2 separate regions of the Zea mays genome follow, and region 1 is linked to region 2. The links are chromatin contacts, called in public Hi-C maps. All regions are on one chromosome and are shown on one strand. The core of a region is the stretch at or near the end of the contact, and the rest is flanking DNA. Distances in the headings are between cores, read along the strand shown.

Region 1 (5,886 bases), core at 2,137-4,636, 560 kb after region 2:
GCAGGTCAAATGAGGTCCAAGAACTGCAATCGCCAATATTCAGACCAGATAGCTGTTTATGTACCTGTCAAACGCTGTGCTTGATAGATGGCCCTCAGCTAGTTCTTTTTCCATCTTTTCATCCCAGAATTGAGTCCCTGCCTGCAGAGGTACCAAAGCACACCCATGGGAGTTGTATAACAGCTACAAATCTAATGGTCTAAATGTCTAATTATCTACAAGTGTACAATGCAAAGCCATAAAATCTAATGATCTACAAGTGTAGTACGCTGTGCCAAGTGAAAAAACAGGACATGTGATTTCATTTTTTAAGGATAATATCAAACCTAATAAAAAATATGTAACACATCATTTATCACATTTTTGTTATTGAAGAGAGGGGGAGGATAGGAGAGAGGGAGAGAGACAGTCTCGCAGAACAGAAAAAGATCTTTTGCGAAAATGGATATCGAGACCTAGTCCTCAGAAGGTGTGGTGAGGTTTTGAAGGGACAGAAATTACAAATTAGACAACCAAACAGAACAGATAGATAGCCGTAGTATCAAGATAACAATAGTTGTACCTGGCCCTGGATGCCCATTCGCAATGCCACAAATGGATCCAAAATGACTCCTCGTATCGGGCAGCCCATTAGATAAGCTAGAAATAAGTAGAAAGGAAGTAAGAACATTACTGAAGTAGAATCACAGAAGATTGATAAATTTAAAACTACCTACCGGAGAAGTTAAAGCGAAAGCAACTAATGTAAGAGCAAAAAGGTACAAAAGGTAAAGCCATACCAGTAAGAAGATGGCCTGCTTCGTGTACAAGGATCCGACGTTTATACGGAGGCCAGAAACATGAGATTTGAGCAAGACAAGTACCACCGAGCAACATTGCATCGGCTGCTGCTAATCCCAATACAGCACTCAGTTTAGGCCGTAGATCGACCCCTTGTGTTAGTAGAAAGGATACGCCTCCAAGAAATCCAATGAGAACATACGGTGAACTTCCCGACAGACCCCATTTCTTCGGCGCAAGTTTTTCAGCTGAAGAAATTAACAAATTCAAGAAAAAAATCGTATCTTTATACCATAGTTGGTGATAAACCACAATAGACGAGCTAAAGTTCCTTTTGGAGCAGCTATATCAGCTTGCTCGAGTATGATTTGCAAAAGAATGTTGCAGTAAAGTTTTCCCGTTTTAGATTAATAAATAATAAAAGGAAAGAAGAGGTTCTGCCTTAACTTCCTGCTATGTAATAACTGACAACCCACTCAAATTTTTAGTGTAGAATATCACAGCGCAGTGGAAGAGAGGGGACAGGGACACTGTCTGTATCCTCACCTTCCAAACCGGTCATCTCCTTCAAAACCGTTGGTGTCACTTCTCTTGGCCATTCCAGAACTGTAGGGAAAAAAAAGGAAGACACATATACAGTCAGTCTGAAAAGCAGTCGGAGTGAGACATCAGCTGTATAACACAGTAGACGTTACATGATAAACATCAAAAAATCGTGAGGCGTGATAGCAAATGATTATATCAATCAAATCAGCACATGCCAAATTGTACAGCTCCGTTTGACAAACAACTAGTAAGACGCCAAGTTAATTCGACGCCATGTCCAAATCGTGAAGGCATTCCGCAGCTGCGTTCCCCCAAGCCCCAACTCACCGATGTTCTTGCACTTGCCGAAGCTGGCGAGGACCCCGCGGTCGACGAGGAACTGGTACGCCCGGCCGACGAGGCGCATGTCGTCGGCGTCGACGCAGGCGTCGAGCACCTCCCAGTCCCGCCCCGGCGGCACGGGGACCGCGACCTGCACCGCCGCGGGCTCCACGGACTGCAGGAATTGGAGCGCGCGGGGGAGGTCCTTCCTCCTGACGGCGTCCTCGAACTCCCGCCACTCCTTGACGGCGCCCGCGTCGTCCTCGAACTCGCGCCACTCCTTGACGGAGCCCGCCCGCAGGCGGGGCCAAGAGCGGGGCCGCAGCGCGCACGGCGTGCGGAGGAAGCGGTCGGGGAAGGAGGTGGACGCGGAGGCGGTGGCGAGGGGTAAGTGGGATGGGGCCGTGGGCGTCGCCATTGGTGCGGGTCGCGGAGGTGAGCAAGGGGTGGAGCGGAGCGGACTGGCTCTGGTCGGGGTCGTCGTGGCGTTGTCCACGGCCAGCTACTGCCGGCGAGGGACCTCACGTGGGCCCGACCTTGATGGGTTTGTGGTCGAGTGTTTTGGGCCGGGCTTGTTTCCTGCCCAGCTCGGGCCGAACGTTTTAATCCGAATGTTTGTCGTCGAATGTTTTGCGAAAATTCATCATCGGGTGTTTCAAATGATGGATATAATAAAATGCAGCTGAAACAATTTGCATTGAGCCAGATTTACGGATTCACCTGTCCTCGGCTCCTCCCCCACTCACATTAGCTCTATTTTTGTATATGCATTATGCGGCCATGCATAGAAGTTTCTCGTTATTTTTGTATCTACCGTCGCTGGTGTCAACACATGGTTGTCCAGCAATTGATTTTCTTAGGAGCATAGCATAAAAAGATAAAATAGACGACAACTTTCAATTGATTTTGTTGTTTTGCAGCCATACGCCAGAAAATTAGTGGGCAAGACTGAAATCAATTGATTTTGTTGTTTTGCAACAATACACCAGAAAAAAGGAGGGCAATGCCTGACCACAAGGCCACAATTAGACGTATCAGAAAAATGCCAAAACATTTCATATCTCAGTAGCACAGCCCACATGAACTGCAACTGCATAGAATGAATAATACATGCAGCAAGAGGTGTGCAGCATCGATATAATCGAACTCATATTCGTTACCAAGTGCTCAAAACCAGGGTCTCATAGATCCACCCAAAAAAAGATAGAATATTTCTTAGCGCAGATAGTTGAAACAAGATGCAAAAGGACCTAAGCGGTCAGCAGGACGGCGCCTCCGGCAGCCTTGATCTTCTTCTCGGCGACCTTGGAGATGAGCTTGGCCTTGACGACGATGGGCCTGGACGGCAGCATCCCCTTGCCGAGCACCTTGAAGTAGCCGAACTGCGTCACGTCGACGAGCGGGGCCTGGTCCGCGCCGGCCGCCTCCGCGGCCTTGCCGGCGGGCACCATCGACCAGAGCCGCTCCACGTTGACCGACGGGCAGTGGAACTTGTTGCGGAGCCTGTGGAAGTAGCGCATGCCCACCTTGCCGAAGTAGCCCGGGTGGTACTTATCGAAGAGGATGCGGTGGTGGTGCATGCCGCCGGCGTTGCCGCGGCCTCCCGGGTGCTTCCGGTGCTTGCCGATGCGGCCGTGCCCCGCCGACACGTGCCCGCGCTTCTTCCGGTTCTTCTTCAGGCTCGTCGTCATCGCCGCCGCCGCTGCCGCTGCTCGACGCCGACGGGTGTTGGGACTTGGGAGTGGATGGGAGCGAGTAAACCCTAGGATAGGGGTACTATAAGGCCTGGCGAGCGCGAGGCGTGATCGCCGTCGGATGGGCAGGGGGGTCCTGGGACTGTTGGAGTTAATGGGCCGTCGACGTTGCTTCCTGCTGGGGTTTTGCTTTGGGCTGCTATTGGGTTAATTTCGGGCTGAGCCTGGATTTATGGTATTTCATTTGTCTTCCTCCTGAGGCGCGTCATCGGGCCGGTTCATGCTGTTTCGAGATGGGCAGCTAGCGGAAGCCAAATTTGATACCTTGGTCTAATCCGTCTTTCGAACCAGAAAAGCCACACAAACACAAAACAAAAACAAAAAAGAGCAGGAATGTGGTACATGTCGTGGCATTACTGCTGGAGTACTGGTCAACAGATTTCGAATTTGCGGCATGAAATTTGCCACATATTTTGAACAAAAAAACAATGAATACGGGCTACGGCAGCTAGTTGGTTTGTAGCCAAGAGAAAATATACGGGCGTCGTTCGACCAAACAGCTACATGATTTAAACACGCGGTCAAATAAAAAAGAAATTTTAAATATATAGCATAACGTAGAGACAAAAAGTGTTTAATAAGTCGTGTGAGTCTTGTGTTTTTTATCGCTATCTGATCCATTTTGGCATGTTTATTTCGAATTATAATCTGTCCAAATTATATAATTCAACTTAAATATTTATTTCGAATTGTAATCTGTCCAAAATATATAATTCAACTTATTTTGAATTAGTACTTAATTCAAAATAAGTTATATTATATAATCTGAACATATTATAATTTTAAACAAAGACCTCTCTTTCGCCTCTGTATACTAATATAAAACATTGTTGTGCTTTATGTTGGGAGAAGATCTTGGTCCACCAACTCTTTCCGTCGCATCGTGCTTCATATTTTAGTATTCTTGGACCCACATGTTGGGTCCTGGCTTTCTTGTATGTGCTCCCTTTAGCCTATAAAGGAGAGGGCACATACATTACAAGGGACCACGTCCACGTGGACTAGACCCTAGGAGCTCTCTCAAGCTCTCTTGAGGACAAGCTCACTTAAACTCCTTCAGAGACATCTCTACCTAGACTTAGGCTTTCTTAAACTCTCAACAATACAATTTGCATTGGAGTAGGATATTACGCTCCGATGGTGTAGGATTTAGGACACTGGCTAGACAGGATGAATAGACGGTTTTGACTAAAATCAACGAGACTAGAGAAATTTAATCAATATGACAAGAGATATAAATTCTCTAGTTAATACGAGCAAGCAACTAATGGGAAACTAAAAGGGAAATAGGGTCAAACATTTTCCTAGATGATTTTGGTGGTTGAATTGTCCAACACAAATAATTGGACTAACTAGTTTGCTCTAGATTATAAGTTCTACAGGTGCCAAAGGTTCAACACAAACCAATAAAAAGTCCAAGAAAAGGTTCGAATAAAAAGGAGCAAAAGACAACCGAATGCTGCTCTGGTCTGGCGCACCGGACTGTTCGGTGTGCCACCGGACAGTGTCTGGTGCACCAGGGAGATCAACTTCAGACTTGCCACCATCGGGTTTTCTGGAATTGCCGCTCCGCTATAATTCATCGGACTGTCCGGTGTAGCACCAGACTGTCTGGTGTGCCATGCGGAGCAATGTCTAACTGCGCCAACGGTCGTCTGCAAAAGGTGAACAGTGAGCTACAGTGCGTGGACAGTTCGCGCAGAAGTCAGAGCAGCGCTAGAAGGCGCACCGGACAATGAACAGTGACCGTCCGGTACACCACCTGACTGTCCGTGGCCCCACATGTCAGAGCTCCAACGGTCGAACCCTAACGGTTGGGTGACGTGGCTGGCGCACCGGACTGTCAGGTGCGCCCGTCGACAGACAACCCTCCCAACGACCACTTTGGTGGTTGGGGCTATAAATACCCCCAACCACCACACTTCAAGGCATCCAAGTTTTCAGCAAACAACATTCAATACAAGAGCTAGTGCATTCAATACAAGACACAATTAGAGTGAATCAAAATCTCTCCAAGTCCCAATTCCACTCAAAGCAATAGTGACTAGAAGAGAGAGTTTTGTCGTGTTCTTTTGAGCTCTTGCGCTTGGATCGCTTGTCTTCTTCCTCATTTCTTGTTCCTAAGATCTTTGTAATCAAAGCAAGAGACACCAATTGTGTGGTGGTCCTTGTGGGGACTAAGTGTCCCAAATGATTGAGAAGAGCAGCTCACTCGGTCTAAGTGACCGTTTGAGAGAGGGAAAGGGTTGAAAGGGACCTGGTCTTTGTGACCACCTCAACGGGGAGTAAGTTTGCAAGAACCGAACCTCGGTAAAATAAATCACCGTGTCACACTCTTTATTTGCTTGTGGTTTGTTTTTGCTCTCTCTTTCGGACTCGATTATATTTCTAACGCTAACCCCGGCTTGTAGTTATGCTTAAAGTTTATAAATTTCAGATTTGCCTATTCACCCTCCCTCTAGGCGACTTTCAATTGATATCAGAG
Region 2 (6,482 bases), core at 2,592-5,091:
CGGACGAGTCCGAGGAGTTCTCCTCGTTCGAGGAGTACTCCGACTCATCCGAGCCCTCGAGCCCGGCGCGCTCGACGACCCGGATGTAGGTCCACACCTCTGCGGTGATCCCCTGGGAGTCGTCTGAGTCATCAGACGACGCTGGGGGAGAGGCATGGACCGGTGAGCCCTCTGACTCGGAGGAGAACTCCTTCTTCGAGTACTCCGAGTCACCGAAATCCTCCGAAGGAGGAGTCGGCTCACGCTTCCGCTTGTCGCCGGAGTGATGCGAAGAACTACCACCCTTCTTGATCTTACCATTGGTGGAGTAGAAGGAAAGAGAAGCAAGTAAACAGCGAGCAGCAGTAAGAGATGTGAAAATGCCGGAGAAGCAAGAACGCTATTTATAGAAGAAGAAGGCAACCGCTCACCTCCTACCACGGCCACCGAACAATCACAAAAATTCAATATGCAATTCAAATCGTCTAGAGACACGCCAGGCGGCTGACGCCGTTCCACGTAACACGACACCCATTGGGACTCCAGTCAACTGCTCGGGCGATATGATTACACCCGCGGTCACATCAAGTTATTACTCAGAAGCAGTTTGCTAAACGCTCAGCGCACCAAGCCGTCCCTTGCCTACACCCATTGGGAGGGGACGTCCAGGAATTTTCAATAGATTTTCCCAAGCAGTCACATCCATACAGTATGCGCAATGAATACCTCAAGACAGAAGGAAGATATCAATAGGTATCAAAGGAAAGCCAAATATAGCTGATGAGGTACAAGTCTAATCGACAGAAGCATTGAAGCACGAAGTGATATGAAGACTAGCCAAAGGCCATCTGTCGAACATCCAATCAGTCGCAGATCAAATAAATTGCAAGACCTAGCAAGATATGGACAGATCGCGTACTCGGCCTCAAAAACAAAAATGTATGCTGACCTCTAAAGCATAACGTTAATGATATAATGCTGATCTCTAAGGCATTCGACAAAAGAAAAGGATGATTTCTAAAAAACAGCAGGAAACGAAGACCTTCGAGTGGATTATTTTCAAAAATCCACTCAAAGCTCGGGGGTGCACCCAATGAATAATCATCCCCGAAAGACAAAATGCTGAGTTGCTGACCTCTAAAGCATACGGCAAAACTAAGGCAAGGCTAACCTCTGAAAAAGCACAAGTGGAAGATAAAAGTGATTTCTGAGAAGACTTGAAATGAAGACCTTCGAGTGGATTATCTGCAAAAATCCACTCGAAGCTCGGGGGCTACACCCATTGGGTGCACCTTCGGAGCACCCAATGAATTTCAAAATTCTACAGTGCAAAATGCTGACCTCTGAAGCAGGAACCTGATACAGAACACCAAATTTCGAGGAATAATAGCGGAAGAAGACAGTAAAAGATCGTTTTTACCGGATCACTAAGAGTTCAGAAGTAGTGACCCGACAGGCTTATTTCCAAGGCATTTCTTGTTAAAACCAGAGACTGCAAGCTGGACCTAGGATCTTTGGGCCGGTTATTTCAAAATCAACCCAAAGATCGGGGGCTTGTGGGGGACGAATATCCCCCGGGTCCACCAGAAGGACAAGATACCTCGCGAGGGGCCCGTGGGCCCAATAATCCGCGAGGTCACCCCTTCGTGGGCTTGGGAGGAACATCCAATAAAGCGGATCGACACAAGGCCGGATCAACGCAGGCCCAGACGGCCCGATGAATTTGAGCAGTGATCGCAACAGTGACCCGACCTTCCCGCGCAGGGGCCCCATACATCGGAACCGAGCGAGGATGGTTCGACTGAATTATAGGAAGATAGACTCAGTCAGTTCACTATTACTTAGGCACCCGTTGTTATCATATCCACATGTAATGCCCCACGGTCGAGTATATAAGGCCTAGGGGGGCACCCCTTCAAGACGATCTATCTCATTACTTAGCCATCCACCCGGTTCTCTACGTCCCCAACACTAGAGAGCCCCCTTGTAACCCACCACATAAAGTACTCACGCCAGGACGTAGGGTGTTACGCATCTCAAAGCGGCCTGAATCTGTGCACAACTATCCACTGTTTCTCGTGCATCTGGCACGAACCATCGAGCTACAGTCAGTAATACCGTCCTACTCCAAAAAGCACCTTGAGGGGCAACCCCGGGTGCGCGGTCGGACCCAAAACACCGACAGGGCCCTAGCAAGGTTGTGTGAGGGATTAATCGGGTGGAAAGCCGCCATAGACCCGGGAATTGCTCGCCGTAGTTGGAGAAAACCGTGGGCGCCGCGGGTTGCGTCGGAGCAAGGTGCCACCGCCCCGATTTGAGGTAAAATCACCCCCATCTTCTTCGTCCCACTCTCCGCTGCGCATGGCACCTTTCGGGAGGAGTTTTAGGGCATTAAATCATGGCCACCGTGCCCGGCCGGGGCAATGTCAAATATCTACACTAGAAAGTGGGACCAAGAAAAAAATGTGGTTGAGTGCCTAGATTATCTTAAGAGACAAATCCTTCTTATTGTTTCAGGAAGAGTCGTCTTGACCATGAATGTGCATGTACATCTCATGACCATTAATCTTCCCTAAGATTTGACTATTGGTGGTGGTGGATAGATCGATTTGGTGAAACACCATGACTATATGGCCATACTTCTTGATTGGGAGAACACTCAAGATTTTTCTCACAACATATAATCATTGTGTGGGTTGCGTGAGCCCCAATCCATTAACTTCCTCTATAAGAACATTCAACTATGAGTACATATCATTTGCAGTTTCGCGAGGAAGCATTTTTAAATAATTCAATTTCTTCATGATTAAATGATAATACTCTTCACGCTCACTCTTGGTCCCTTCACAAAGTGGACATATATCGAATTAATGATCATGAACGTCACTATGGTTACATACTCTAGTGAAAACATCCTTGCAAAGGTCTCTAAATAGAGTGTTCTTGGCCTTAGAATTCCATTTCTCAAAATAAATTTCATCAATGATTAGATTAGTGGGATCCTTAGGTGTTTGAATCCCTTGAGTAGAGAATCTAAAAACTCATATATCTATAGCCACAAGGTAAGCTGCGATACAAATTTTCGAACAAGGAAAATCATTACCCTAGACATGAGTAGGGTTGAAAACAGATGGGTAAAATCTCGTTCTGACTCATACTATTTTCTACATTTGACCCGACCGTTTCCATATTTACGAAAAAAATATGGAAACGGGAGATGGTTTATTCTGTTCATTTTTTTTGATCCCGTTTTTGTCCGGAATGAACCCGTATTTATTCCGTATTTGATAAATATGGGATGAGCCTAATATGCATTAGTATATAAACTAAAGTATCATGTCTTTAGTTGACAAATTATAGCACAAGTGGTCATTGTAACTATCGGCTCTTTTCAATGACAAGTGGTCTAAAGTCTTAAACAACATCAGATGTAGCTAAATGTACACTATTAGCAACCAAACAACAATAGAATGATGTCTCTCTATATCTATTTGTTTTATGTTATTGTCCTGCCAATCAATCACTATCAAACATTAATATCATTTCTATTTGTATTAAATTATGAGTTTCCGTTAGTATTTCCATTTCCGTTCATTTTCGCAATTCCGTTTATCCCGCTCTCGTTTCCGTTCCCAACTATTCCGGACCCGATCCCGTTTCCGATGAAAAAATGCGGATACGGAAATGGAAGAGGGGTTTTTCCATTCGTTTTCATCCCTAGATATGAGAAGGTTTTTGGAGATGCTCTAAGCATGAGAAAACTTTTTATGAAAAATACAAATAAAATAAATGGAAATATATCTAGAAAATCCCTAGGTTTAAGTTGAGTTTTATGCATGCTGAGTATGCTTCGCTGTGGTTGGCCAATCCTGACACATTATCTTCTCATCCAAGCCGAGAGCGTGACCAGCTCACCCAGATCAGAATCCAGACCTCGTCAGAGAGCATTCCCTTGTGCATCTCGGCCTCTCCTTCCTCCCTTCCTCGCCCGCCCAGTCCTCTAACCATCTTCTCCAAACGCCCGGAGATGGTCTCGCTGCGATGCACCACCGCGCACCACTCCCTCCTCGGCTCGCCGACCTGCCTCGCGCGCCCGCGGCGGCGGCCGTGCCCCGTCGTGCGCGCTGCCGTCGCCGTGGAGGCCGGCGCTCAGGCCAAGGTCTCACTCATCCGGATTGGGACGCGTGGGAGGTGATCGAATTCGACCCTTTCTGCGGTTTCTTTGTTTGGGATGACGATGAATTCGTGGTTATGCTGGTCAAAATCGTGTCTTTAGGTTCTGTTAATTGTTGAATTTGGGGACGGCAATGCGTTGTGACTTGTGAGTGCCTGATAGATCCTGCGTTTAGCTCTTCGTCCGGGAATGTGAGTTTTGAGATGTGGCTCTGAACCTACTGCGTCTTTATTAGGTGTTGAACATTGTGGATTGTCTGGTAAAGTTCAAAGGAGCATCGAGAATCGTTAGCAGGAAGGATGCGCTTCTTTGCTTTGTAGGATGCAATTCCGAATCAGTAGTAACTGGGCGTTGACCTTGATAGAGCTAAAGAATGGCGGCAAAATTCTACGTTTTAGATCTCACCTCTGCTATTTTTGGGCCAACACCAGAGGCTGGATTGTTCTTGTGCTATTCTCATGCTAGTTAGTGGTTTCATGTTAGCGTTTACAAGGGTGTTGTCTTTATCAGTCTTTGCCTTGACTCGGTTTTAACCAATTTACTACTTTTCTTGGATCTTGTGGAAATTCTACGCCTTTTAGACATTTTCCTTATGTTGAGAAAAAAGTTACTCAAGAATTCGTTTTAAAAAGCAGCAAGAAAAAGTTACTAAAGAAAATTCACAGTTGCTGCCAAAACAAATTGTTCATTCCACTTTCCAAGTTTTCATTTTAAAGTGTTGTTTGTTTCTTTTTTTCATTTGGAATGTGCAAATTTTGTAATTCTTGTCATTGGTTATTTAGGACAGTCCTCTGGCTCTTGCACAAGCCCATGAAACTCGGGAAAAACTGAAAGCCGCACACTCTGAGTTAGCTGAGGAGGGGGCTATTGAGATCGTCATCATAAAGACCACAGGAGACATGATCTTGGACAAACCCCTTGCAGATATTGGAGGCAAGGGTTTATTCACCAAGGAGATAGATGATGCACTCTTGCAGGGAAGGATTGATATAGCTGTGCACTCTATGAAAGATGTTCCAACATATCTACCTGAAGGCACAATATTGCCCTGTAACCTCCCACGAGAAGATGTAAGAGATGCATTCATATGCTTGACTGCAAATTCGCTCGCGGAGCTTCCTGCTGGCAGTGTTGTTGGAAGTGCTTCCTTGCGGAGACAATCTCAGATTCTCTACAGATATCCATCACTGAAAGTAAGTATGATGGTTTTGCTCATCACACTTTCCCTCCTCACCCCCTATACTTGTGATTTTAGTGCTACCAGATTTACTGATGTGTTCATAGGTACTTCCCAGTATTGTGAGTCCGGTGTCCCCCCCCCCCCCCCATTGCATACTCTCTGAAGTCTAGAACATAGATCTTCTTTCTATCAGCTGCAGTTTTTAACTCTATTATAAACTGTTAAAAAAACTCTTACCAATATGTACATTTTTCATTTGTATGATTCTGAAGCTGTTGTTTTCAATGTCATACATGTGAAAAAATGTCCATCCTAGAGGCATTATTGCAATTTTCTTTTTCTTTTGTTATAAAGAGTATTTTGTCCGGTTGACAGTTGTATATTCTTGCCTTAGTCCTGTACTTAAATATTTAGAAGCCTGTATCTGTATTTTTAAAAAAATATTTAGAAGTGTGTTATGATTAGGCATTGACCTTGATTAGTCTCGCTTAAGTAACAGTATTCAATGTTTTGCAGGTAGTTAACTTCAGAGGAAATGTTCAGACACGGTTAAGGAAACTCAAGGAAGGAGATGTGTCTGCTACATTGTTGGCGCTGGCTGGATTAAGGCGGCTAAAAATGGCAGAAAATGCAACAGCTGTACTATCAGTGGAAGAAATGCTTCCGGCAGTTGCCCAAGGTGCTATTGGAATCGCTTGCCGAAGCAACGATGACAAAATGGTAAGGCGTCCAGTGTTGCAGTATGCTGGTAAATGGAGAAAACATGATGCTTGCATGATTCCATGTACAAATCTGACACTAGCTTTGCTGTCTTTTCTTTATCGGACTTTGCATGCCACTTTGATTAACTGATAAGCAAGGGCGGATCTAGAATTAGGAACCATTGATGTCGCTAGCGTAGCTATGATGGACATGCTGTGTCATTGCCCCTTTTGCCCACAGTAATTTTTCATTGAGTTTACACAGGTCATTGCTGTCAGGGGACAGAATTACTAATACTGTGGACCTGCCCCCTGGTGACAGGGTCTGACCATTTTATGGTCCTGAATAATAACCATTCTAGGTATATATATTGCTGTTGAGGCCACACAGATATGTCTCTTTGTCATGCCACTATTTGCATTTTTATTTAACAAATATCTTTTATTT

The links. A called contact is a pair of places that touch in the nucleus more often than the background predicts.
Region 1: a Hi-C map of ear shows a contact between it and region 2, with 4 times the contacts expected there. The contact joins the promoter of LOC100274530 here to the promoter of LOC100191140 in region 2. A contact is called at or near these places in 2 of 25 Hi-C or Micro-C datasets (ear and tassel).

Annotation. Positions count from the first base shown.
Region 1 is chr5:86,799,081-86,804,966 of Zm-B73-REFERENCE-NAM-5.0, forward strand. It overlaps LOC100274530 (60S ribosomal protein L27a-like), which reads right to left and starts at 3,387. Exons shown (of 1, transcript NM_001148887.1): 1 at 2,685-3,387. The coding sequence starts at 3,338. The coding sequence ends at 2,898. It overlaps LOC100191193, which reads right to left and starts at 2,091. Exons shown (of 7, transcript NM_001136628.1): 1 at 1,654-2,091; 2 at 1,327-1,386; 3 at 780-1,028; 4 at 563-639; 5 at 65-141. The coding sequence starts at 2,065.
Region 2 is chr5:86,241,091-86,247,572 of Zm-B73-REFERENCE-NAM-5.0, forward strand. LOC100191140 (camouflage 1) reads left to right here and starts at 3,842. Exons shown (of 5, transcript NM_001136576.2): 1 at 3,842-4,170; 2 at 4,941-5,346; 3 at 5,850-6,053. The coding sequence starts at 4,007.